2 separate regions of the Macaca mulatta genome follow, and region 1 is linked to region 2. A link is a contact called in public Hi-C data. All regions are on one chromosome and are shown on one strand. Each heading gives the region's core, a stretch centred on a gene start, on an enhancer-like site or on the middle of the called end of the contact. The rest is flanking DNA. Distances are from core to core; before and after follow the strand shown. Region 1 overlaps AUTS2 (activator of transcription and developmental regulator AUTS2). Region 2 has its middle 380 kb from the start of CASTOR2.

Evidence for each region. A called contact is a pair of places that touch in the nucleus more often than the background predicts.
Region 1: a contact with region 2 is called in a Hi-C map of fetal cortex germinal zone, with 3 times the contacts expected there. The contact joins two enhancer-like sites. A contact is called at or near these places in 2 of 14 Hi-C or Micro-C datasets (fetal cortex germinal zone and fetal cortical plate).

The regions. Positions count from the first base shown.
Region 1 is chr3:55,247,432-55,251,661 of T2T-MMU8v2.0, forward strand. All of the region lies in intron 2 of AUTS2 (activator of transcription and developmental regulator AUTS2), which reads left to right. Among named protein-coding and RNA genes, the nearest start is that of AUTS2, 350 kb to the left of the region's middle. Within about 2 kb of position 1,745, at least 6 of the 40 cell types and tissues checked have an H3K27ac peak or open chromatin away from gene starts, as enhancers often do. A contact at or near this core is called in fetal cortex germinal zone, where this site is marked.
Region 2 is chr3:52,882,099-52,886,722 of T2T-MMU8v2.0, forward strand. No RefSeq gene overlaps it. Among named protein-coding and RNA genes, the nearest start is that of CASTOR2, 380 kb to the left of the region's middle. Within about 2 kb of position 2,548, at least 5 of the 40 cell types and tissues checked have an H3K27ac peak or open chromatin away from gene starts, as enhancers often do. A contact at or near this core is called in fetal cortex germinal zone, where this site is marked.

The DNA of each region.
Region 1 (4,230 bases), core at 495-2,994, 2.4 Mb after region 2:
ATCCATGGGTTGCAGAATAGAAACTTTTAAGCAACAGTCAACCAGATTGGTCCATGATAACTCCAGGATAAATATAAGAAGAATTTCTGGACACATTTTGCCCCAGTGAAGTAAAATTATTTACATTCAAGGGTGGATTTGGAAATGCAGGTATTTTTCTGTTGATCTGCATGTTGATTACACCGGTGTGTTCAGTGCGTAATTACACTTCCATGCAGTTATTTTTGTTTTTGTGTTAGATTTCAATAAACTATTATTTTTCTAACAAATCTTATACCTTAGTGCTTCTTTAGAGTACTTATCAGAGTACTGTTACATAAGTAATGGCTCATGTGTGCACACAGGTGTCTGCTCTGTGAAATAGTCCGTTTCAAATTATGCCACATTAAATTGTGTCTGCTTTAAAGGGCTAAAATAAGTACATGTACATATTTAGATATATAAGATGACTTTTATTTAATAGATAATTAGAATGTTTATATAATAGATTCATGCTTTCAGAGATTTCATATTCACAAAGTAGGTTTTGGAACCGTGAAACATGGATAGGTCAGTGTCATTTGGTTTGTTTCTTTTTTCTTCATTTAATCCTTTTCAGGACTTTGACTCCCTGTGAATTGTTAATGTACAGTCTTTATGAATCCAAATAACATTCATTAACTTTCTTGGAAGGTCACAGTGATGTTGGTTCTGTTTGAAATAAGTACTATACATTTTTTAGAATAAAAAAGGAAAGTATTATGGTGAGTTTTGCTATCTACTTGCCACTTTCCCTTCTTTGTTTTGTTTTGTTTTGTTTGTTTGTTTTTTGGTAGGGAGGGAGGTCTCCCTGTGTTGTTCAGGTTGGTCTCAAACTCTTGGCCTCAAGCAGTCCTCCCACCTCAGCCTCCCAAAATGTTGGGATTACAGGTGTGAGCCATTGCACTTGGCCCTTTCCCATTTTTGTGCTTGACTAGTGTGTCATTTTTGTTTTCTTGAAACCTTTGTCCTTTCCCATGTGAATACACATAGGATGACAATAGTCACAAAACTCTATCCATACTTAGAAGACTAAAACTGGAAATTGTTGGTTGAACATGTAATGGATAATTATTAGAATTCTACACTGATTTGTACTGTTCTCGAATTTTTATGTAAAGGTCTAGTTTAGAGATTTATTATTTTTGATGTTTAGACTTAAAAGAAAAACAATTAGCTGCAGAATCTAGTTTTCATCCTAGAGTGAAACTCGTATAACCTTGTTGATTTTAGTGGGAATTAGAAAGTTCAGACTCTAAAATTTTTTAGAGGTCTCCCAAAATGGTTTCTGCTCTATGTTGAAAGGAACTCTAATCTGCAGAAGTGCAGGTGACAGTAAGGAGGGCAGGGGATGCTCTTCCCAGAAGAGTTTCTGCAATGCAGCTGACTTAGAGTGCAATGGAAAGAGCTAGATCTCGTGGTGGCATGTTTCTGTCACAGCACGTGTATAGCAGTCACAGACTCTGAACCCAAAGACTATATATCTAGTTGGAGCAGACATTGACCTCTTTTTCTGGGCTGAAAACGGTGAAGTGTATCGGTTTTGGTAGCTTGGGTTATAAGAAACCTAAATTAGTTTGAAGTGGAATTATCCTGATGAAAGGGCAGTTGAAAGCCCTTGACACTGGACAGAGGATTGTCTAGTGTCTAATCTTGGCTCAAAATGCACCAGACATAATGAGAGTCATTATGAACTGCTGATCTCCTACCCCTCCCCTCAGCAGACCCTATTAGACTTGCAAAAACAGCAAACACTGTGTGTGTTTGGCATGGTGCCTGCTGTGTAGTAGAGGAAGAAAGCGTACCTTGTTTGCACTCCAACCAGATACTGGTGCATCATGTTACAGCTCTGCTTGGTTCTGAGCTCCTCTGTTCAATCTCGTCTTGACAGATGCTGTCATTGCCACCCCTTAGCAAGACAAATGCAGCCACTCTGCAGGAGTTGGCTTTTGCCCAGCTGTGCTTGCCAGGGCCCCAAACTGATGTGCTTGTGTACCTGTGGAAAGGTAACAGCCTGCGGGTGTGTTATCCTCTGCCATTATGTGCATTACCTTTTGAGTTTTTGCCATTCCCAAAGGAAAAGTTAGTTTTGTTTGTTCAGATAAATCTGAACCCTCAATTTCTCTTCCTGCTTTTTTCACAACAGATGTTGTTAGGCACCCACTAAAGATCCCCAGGAAGGGTCCCTGCCCCATATAAGCTCACTTTCTCTGTAGGTAGAAATAAATGCAAACAGTCACATAATCACAACCTTAATAGCTATGTGTATAAAGGACGCTGGGAAAAAAGGGGAAGGAGGGGATCTTTGGAAATGCATGTCAGGAGACAGTTGTCTCATACAGGCCATGAAAGTTAAGTATTACTTAGAAGGTGTAGGTGTATGTGTTGCTAGGGTCCAAGGTGAAAAAGGAGAAGTGGTTTGAAATGAGCTTGGTGCACCTAGGTTTGGGCCTGGTTTTGAGGATTACTGGAAATAGGGAATCATCATAGAATCTTAAACTAGATGAGTAGCCTCTTCAAAAATTTTTTTTAAGAAGCATTATTGTGGTATCAATCTGGAGAATAAGATTATATAAAAAGTGGTGAGAGTAGGAGAAGTGCCAGCCTATTATGTTGGGAGAAGGAAGCATGGAGAGGTTTTAGATGTGACCATTAGTTCAGATAAGAGTAGTGAAGGGAGATAGGACTTAACAAGTAGGAAGATAAATTAAAGAGAGTAAGAAAGGAAGGTCTAAGGTTTTCAGCTAATACTCCCCAGGCATAGTATTTATAGGGAAACAGGGAAGGTAGATTTCAGTTTGGGGCAGACTAATTTTAAAATACCTGTGGAATATGCACGTATTAATGAGTAAATTTTAGTGTGAAGTTTGTACCTGGAGTTGAGAATAGAGCAGGCTGGGCACATAGGGTTCCAGGATAATTGATGTTACAAATTGAGTCTAGTTTAGCGGTTAGAGCCACGAGACCCTCTAATCCAAGTTTGATGTCCCATGGCTGTTTGATACAGGATGGGACCAACATTATAGACCTGCTGTTACCTGCTAAAAAAAGGCATTTTGTATATTTCACTCCTGAGTCCAGAAAGCCATTTACCAAGAGCATATCTGAATTTGTGTGGCAGGGTATAATATAACAATGAGTTCTGTGTATTCACAATTTAGGAACTAATTTCACAAGACCACAGGTTGGAAATTCTTGTCCTCTAATGGGATTGAACCTTTCTGGAAAGAGCTTCACCTGGATTTTCTTCATCTCAGTAGATGAAGTAGTTACTATTTCTTTCCCACATTCAGCCAATAGCATACATTTTGTAGAAAGCAACTAAAGTTTTTCCTCCAAAGCTTTAGGCCTCTTCTCTTTCAGTTCCTCTCGGTAGGACCCTGGCCTGTCTTGGTCAGTCTACCTGTTCTTTCTACTTGACTTCCACCATCTGCCCATTGGGACCTACAGATACTTTTTTGAGACAGAGTCTCACTCTGTCGCCCAGGCTGGAGTGCAATGGCGTAATCTTGGCTCACTGCAAGCTCCGCCTCCCGGGTTCACACCATTCTCCTGCCTCAGCCTCCCGAGTAGCTGGGACTACACGCGCCTACCACCACACCTGGCTAATTTTTTGTATTTTTGGTAGAGATGGGGTTTCATCGTGTTAGCCAGGATGGTCTCGATCTCCTGACCTCGTGATCCACCCACCTCGGCCTCTCAAAGCGCTGGGATTACAGGTGTGAGCCACTGTGCCTGGCTGGGACCTACAGATATTTCTTGGCTGCTTACAAGTTTTTGTTCTCCTAGGGGATTTCTGGGACACTTAAATATGATTATATCCATCAGTGAATTAACAATCCGTAGAGTTGACATCAGTGGTAAATACAGTAATGTGAGAGCCTAAAACATGAGCCAAAGTTCCATTTAAAAGATCTAGATGCAGATTATTTCACTAAACTTGAGAATTATTGATCATCTCTGTCCCTTTCTCCTTTTTCTCTCCCTTTTCTTTCCATCGTTCCTCCCTCTCTCTTCCTTTTTCCCTCTTCTCTTCCCTGTCCCCCTCCCTGTTCTCTTTTCTCTTTTCCCCTTTTTTCTTCCCCTCCATCTTACTTTCCCTTCTCTCTCTTCTCATTTGATATAACTGACAGATTTGAGCAGAACTGTGAGGCTCTCAGGAGCTGTGTGTGATGTGGAGTGGCCAGATGACTTTATGTGAGTACGCATGAG
Region 2 (4,624 bases), core at 1,298-3,797:
TCTAGAAGTGAGTAGTCCACAAGGTCAAATGCTGCAGCCAGATCAAGCCAAATAAAGACTAGGTCCTGTCCCTTGGGTTTGACCATCTGGGCTTCAGTGGTGGCAGAAGCAGCACTGGTGGAGAGATGGGGTCGGAGCGAGATTGCGATGGGGTGAAGGGTTGGAGAGAGGAGACAGTTACTGCTCTAGCCCAATGGGTCCCTCACTCCTTACCCCACCTCCCTTGAGCTCTCTCTCCGTTTCCCGCCTTTGCATCCTTCCAGAGCCAGCTCCAAGCTGTCCCTCTCTCTGAATCTCGCTTCTAGGGAAGACTTAATTCTTCCTTTATCTGTGTTGCTAAGATTATTCACTCTACCTCTTAGGACACTGTGTTTTTTTGCCTACATAACCTGTAAGGTGAGCTGTATTTATATGTAAACTACACTCTCTCTATTTATATATATGTATATTTATTTATTTGGAGACGAGGTTTTGCTGTGTCAGCCAGGCTGGAGAGCAGTGGCGCAATCATGGCTCACTGCAGCCTCGAGTGCCCGGGCTCAAGTCATCCTCCTGCCTCACCCTCCTGAGTAGCTGGGACTAGAGGCACGCACCACCACACTGGGCTAATGTTTAAAATTTTTCATGGAGACGGGATCTCCCTAGGTTGCCCAGGCTGGTGCAGGATCTCCCTAGGTTACGCAGGCTGGTCCCAAACTCCTAGGCTCAAGCAATCTTTCAGCCTTGGCCTTCCAAAGTGCTGGAGTTACAGGCATGAGCCACTGTGCCTGGCATTATCTATATGTTTATATCTGTGTGTCCCCATGTGGTTCCCTCCTTTTATCTGCCTCTTTTCGATTCTCTGGCTCCTTTCCTTCTCCCCTCCTCCCATATAATTAAGCAGAAACAGAAGCCCTAAGAAAGAAAAGAGGCCTCAAGAAACTTTTTGGGTGTGGGAGGAAGAGCCTCTCAGGAGAGTTTGCAGGGCTGTTTTCTGTTGTCAGGACTGGGTCACACGGACTTGGGGAAGAGAGAGAGAAAGAGAGAGAAAAAGAGGGAGGGAAGGGGGATCTGAAAGTGGGTGAAGGGAAGGGAAAGGGTTAGTCCTGGCCACCCGTAAGGCCCTTGGACAGTGGGCAGAGACTTGGCCATCTTGTAAGGGATGAAGCCCTTAATGGAATCCTCCCTTCCCACCCAGATGCAACCAAACACATCACTGGGAATTAAGTTTGGAGATGAGGCTCTAAAGCCTCCACTATTGACACAACTCTGTTGAACAGTAGACAGGGTCTCTGGAGACCAGGGGCTGGGTCTTCCTTCCCGTCCCTCCAGTGCGTGTCCCAGCATTTGTTCCCTGCCGGTCCTTGGGAAATACTGGACAGAAAAGCAAAATGGATCATCTGGGCATTTGCTGGATTGACTTGGTTCCCCCACCAATGAATCCCGCTCTCTTCTTTTTACCATTTCCTCCAACAAAGACATCAAAAGCTCAAAGAAAGAAGATCAGGGAACTTGGAAAGCCTCCTCCGACAGGTGTAAGCCGACCCCCAGGGCCCTATGCTGAGCAGGGCCCACCGGGCACTTCCCCATCTCTGGAGAGGCACCCAGCCTCTCCTCCGAGCGCTGTCAGTCAGCGTAACATCCCACACTGCCATCGATTTTTCTGTCTTTCTACACTAATTAGACATGTTATTACTAATCTTTGGTAATCACCACAAGGGGTTTGTGGAAAGTCTCTGAGATTTCAATCTAGATTAAAAATAAGAAACATTATCACCTCTGGGAAAATGCAGAGAAAGCACATGTTATTTTAATGTTTAAATCAATAAAGCTGTCCCGCTTCTGTTTTGTGTGAGTATTGATGAAATTTATAAAAATCCCATTTAAACTTCTCCCTGTCCATTTCCCCGCAGGGGCACGTGATTGATTTCTCGGAGGGCATCTGAGAGGGAGGGGTATAAGGAAAGGCTGTCAAAGACCCTTGTGCATTGCGGGCGGATGGCAGAGACCTGGAGAGGCTGGTGGGGGAAGGAGGAGGCTTCAGGGACCTAGTTCCTGCTCTTTTATTTCCATTTCCATTGATTCCTCTTATTAAAGAAGGCTTTGAACCCACAAGAAAGAAAGAGAGAAAATCTTTTCTTCCTTAATTAATCTCTTTTCCAATTGTTAGACTGCAACCTTTGATTGCAAAACAAGCTGCCTGCCCCAGGCAGATTAAATCAGGAGGGGGCAAGAGGAAGGGGAGGGGAGGCCAACGCCTTAACCAGGAATTCTGTCATTGGAGAGCGGAGAAAAGAAAATTATCTTCAAATGAAGAGAACACCATCTAGCACATTCTCTCAAACAATTGAAACTAATGTGTTGACACAAAAAGAGAAATGAGCCTACTTTAATTTTCTGCAGAGACAGACTGTAATTTGTAACATCTCTGATCAGAAATTGAGGCGGCATATGGACTCAAAGAGAAGTAAAGCGCCGTTAACTTTTTGCCAGGCATAGTGGGGTAGGGGGAGGAGGAACCGAACACATTTCTATTGCCACGGAGATGCTGGCATCAGCTACCGGGACAGCTTGTGCACGCAGAAGGGTGGCGTCGTGTACCACAACTCGGGAGGGAGGCAGCCTGTGTTTGCGCGTCTCCTGTGTGTATGGAGACTTGTACTCAGCTAGCTGCGAGGTTGGAGGGGCCGGATACATTCCTCCACTCCACCACCTGTGCCAGAGCCCCGGGCTCCAGGCTGGGCTGCCCCTCGCGATGCGTGGTGCAGGAGAAGAGCTTAACTGGCTTTTGGTGTGAGCTCAGCTTTATTCCAAGAGGAGGATTCTCTCATTGCTGAACTTTCCCAGGGAGGATGAAAACTTGGCATGCTTCTAACCCCATGCACCAAACATCTGTTTTCCCTGCAGACTGTGAGCTTCTTTAGGGCAGAAGTTACATGATCAAAATGATGATACTGTCTTGTGTTTGTAATCCCAGCACTTTGGGAGGCAAAGGCAGGAGGATCGCTTGAGACCAGGTGTTTGAAACCAGCCTGGGCAACGTAGTGAGACCCCATCTCTACAAAAGAAAATTTTAAAAATTAGCTGGGTGGGGTGGTGGGATTCCAAGCATATGCCACCATGCCAGATAAATTTTAAGTTTTTTGGCAATGTGGTCTTGCTATGTTGCCCAGGCTGGTCTCGAACTCGTGGATGCAAGTGATCCTCCTGCCTCAGCCTCCCAAAGTGCTGGGATTACAAGGGTGAGCCACTGTGCCCGGCAAGACAGGAATTTTGATTGGACACCCAGGTCCTGTGCTTGGCATGTCACCAGGCTTATACTTATTCATATTGATTGACTGATTGAGACAGAGTCTTTCTATGTTGCCCAGACCAGTCTCGATCTCCTGACCTAAGGTGATCATCCTGCCTCAGTCTCTCGAAGTGCTGAGATGACAGGCATGAGCCACCAAGCCTGGCTCCTGCACATTCTTAGACTCACGTTCTGTATTTCTAGCTGTCTCTTGGACAACCTGGTAGCATCTCAAACTCAACATCCACGTGGTCATAGAACTGAGTCCAGGTGAATAGGATGAACCAGGTGAATAGGTGAACCTACTAAGTGCTGGTTCCAACTTAGGCCCATCACTTACCTTGTCAGCAGCTTGTCCAATATCCCAGCAAGGTGATATTTTATGAATGAACAAAGTGAAATTGATGCAGTGTCTTTCCTAACGACACTCAGTCATTGGGTGGCGGAGTTGGAACCGAATCTAAAACTGTCCCCTCCAAAGCTACCCCTTTTCCAACCAGGCCATGTGTCTCCTGAGCTGAGCCTAGGTCTGGCACTTGCTGATACTCAATGATGTTGGCTGAAAGACAAGTGTCTTCTTCACTTCTGTGACTTCTTCTTTTGTGTGTGTGTGTGACAGAGTCTCACTGTATCAGAGGCTGGAGTGCAGGGGCCGGATCATAACTCACTGCAACTATAGCTTCTGGCCCCTGAACTCAAGCAATCCTCCTGCCTGCCTCCTCCCCACAACCTCCCGACTAGATGGGATTACAGGTTCATGCCACCATGCCTGGCTATGTAAAAAAAAAATTGTAGACATGAAGTCTTGCTGTGTTGCCCACACTCATCCCAAACTCCTGGCCTCAAGTGATCCTCCTGCCTCAGCTTCCCAAAGTACTGGGATTACAGGCGTAAACCACCACCCCTGGGCCTTCTGTGACTTCTGACTGCTTATTGTTTTGACCTTCTACTGTAGCTTCCAGCTTTAATGATATTCTCTTGGATAGAAAGACTCCAGTGCCCCCACACTCCACCCTAAACCTTTTGAATGGACTTTAGTCTCACTCAGAAATTCCATGTCGATTAGCATTGTTCACAAGAAAGGAAAGACAGCATTCAATAGACCCACCATGAACCAGGTACTTTCTGTATTTTATTTCATTTAGATTTCTACCATCATCATCACAACCTATTTTTACAGATGAAAAATTAGTCTCAGAGAAGTTCAGTGAGTAACTTGTCCAAGTTATTGCAGTGAGCAAGCAGCCAGAGACTAAATCAGGGCCACCTTATTATTTGTTGACACCATGGCCTTCAGCAGCCAATATCACATTTTGTAAGATCAGGGACTCTAGGCTCAATACATTCAAGAGA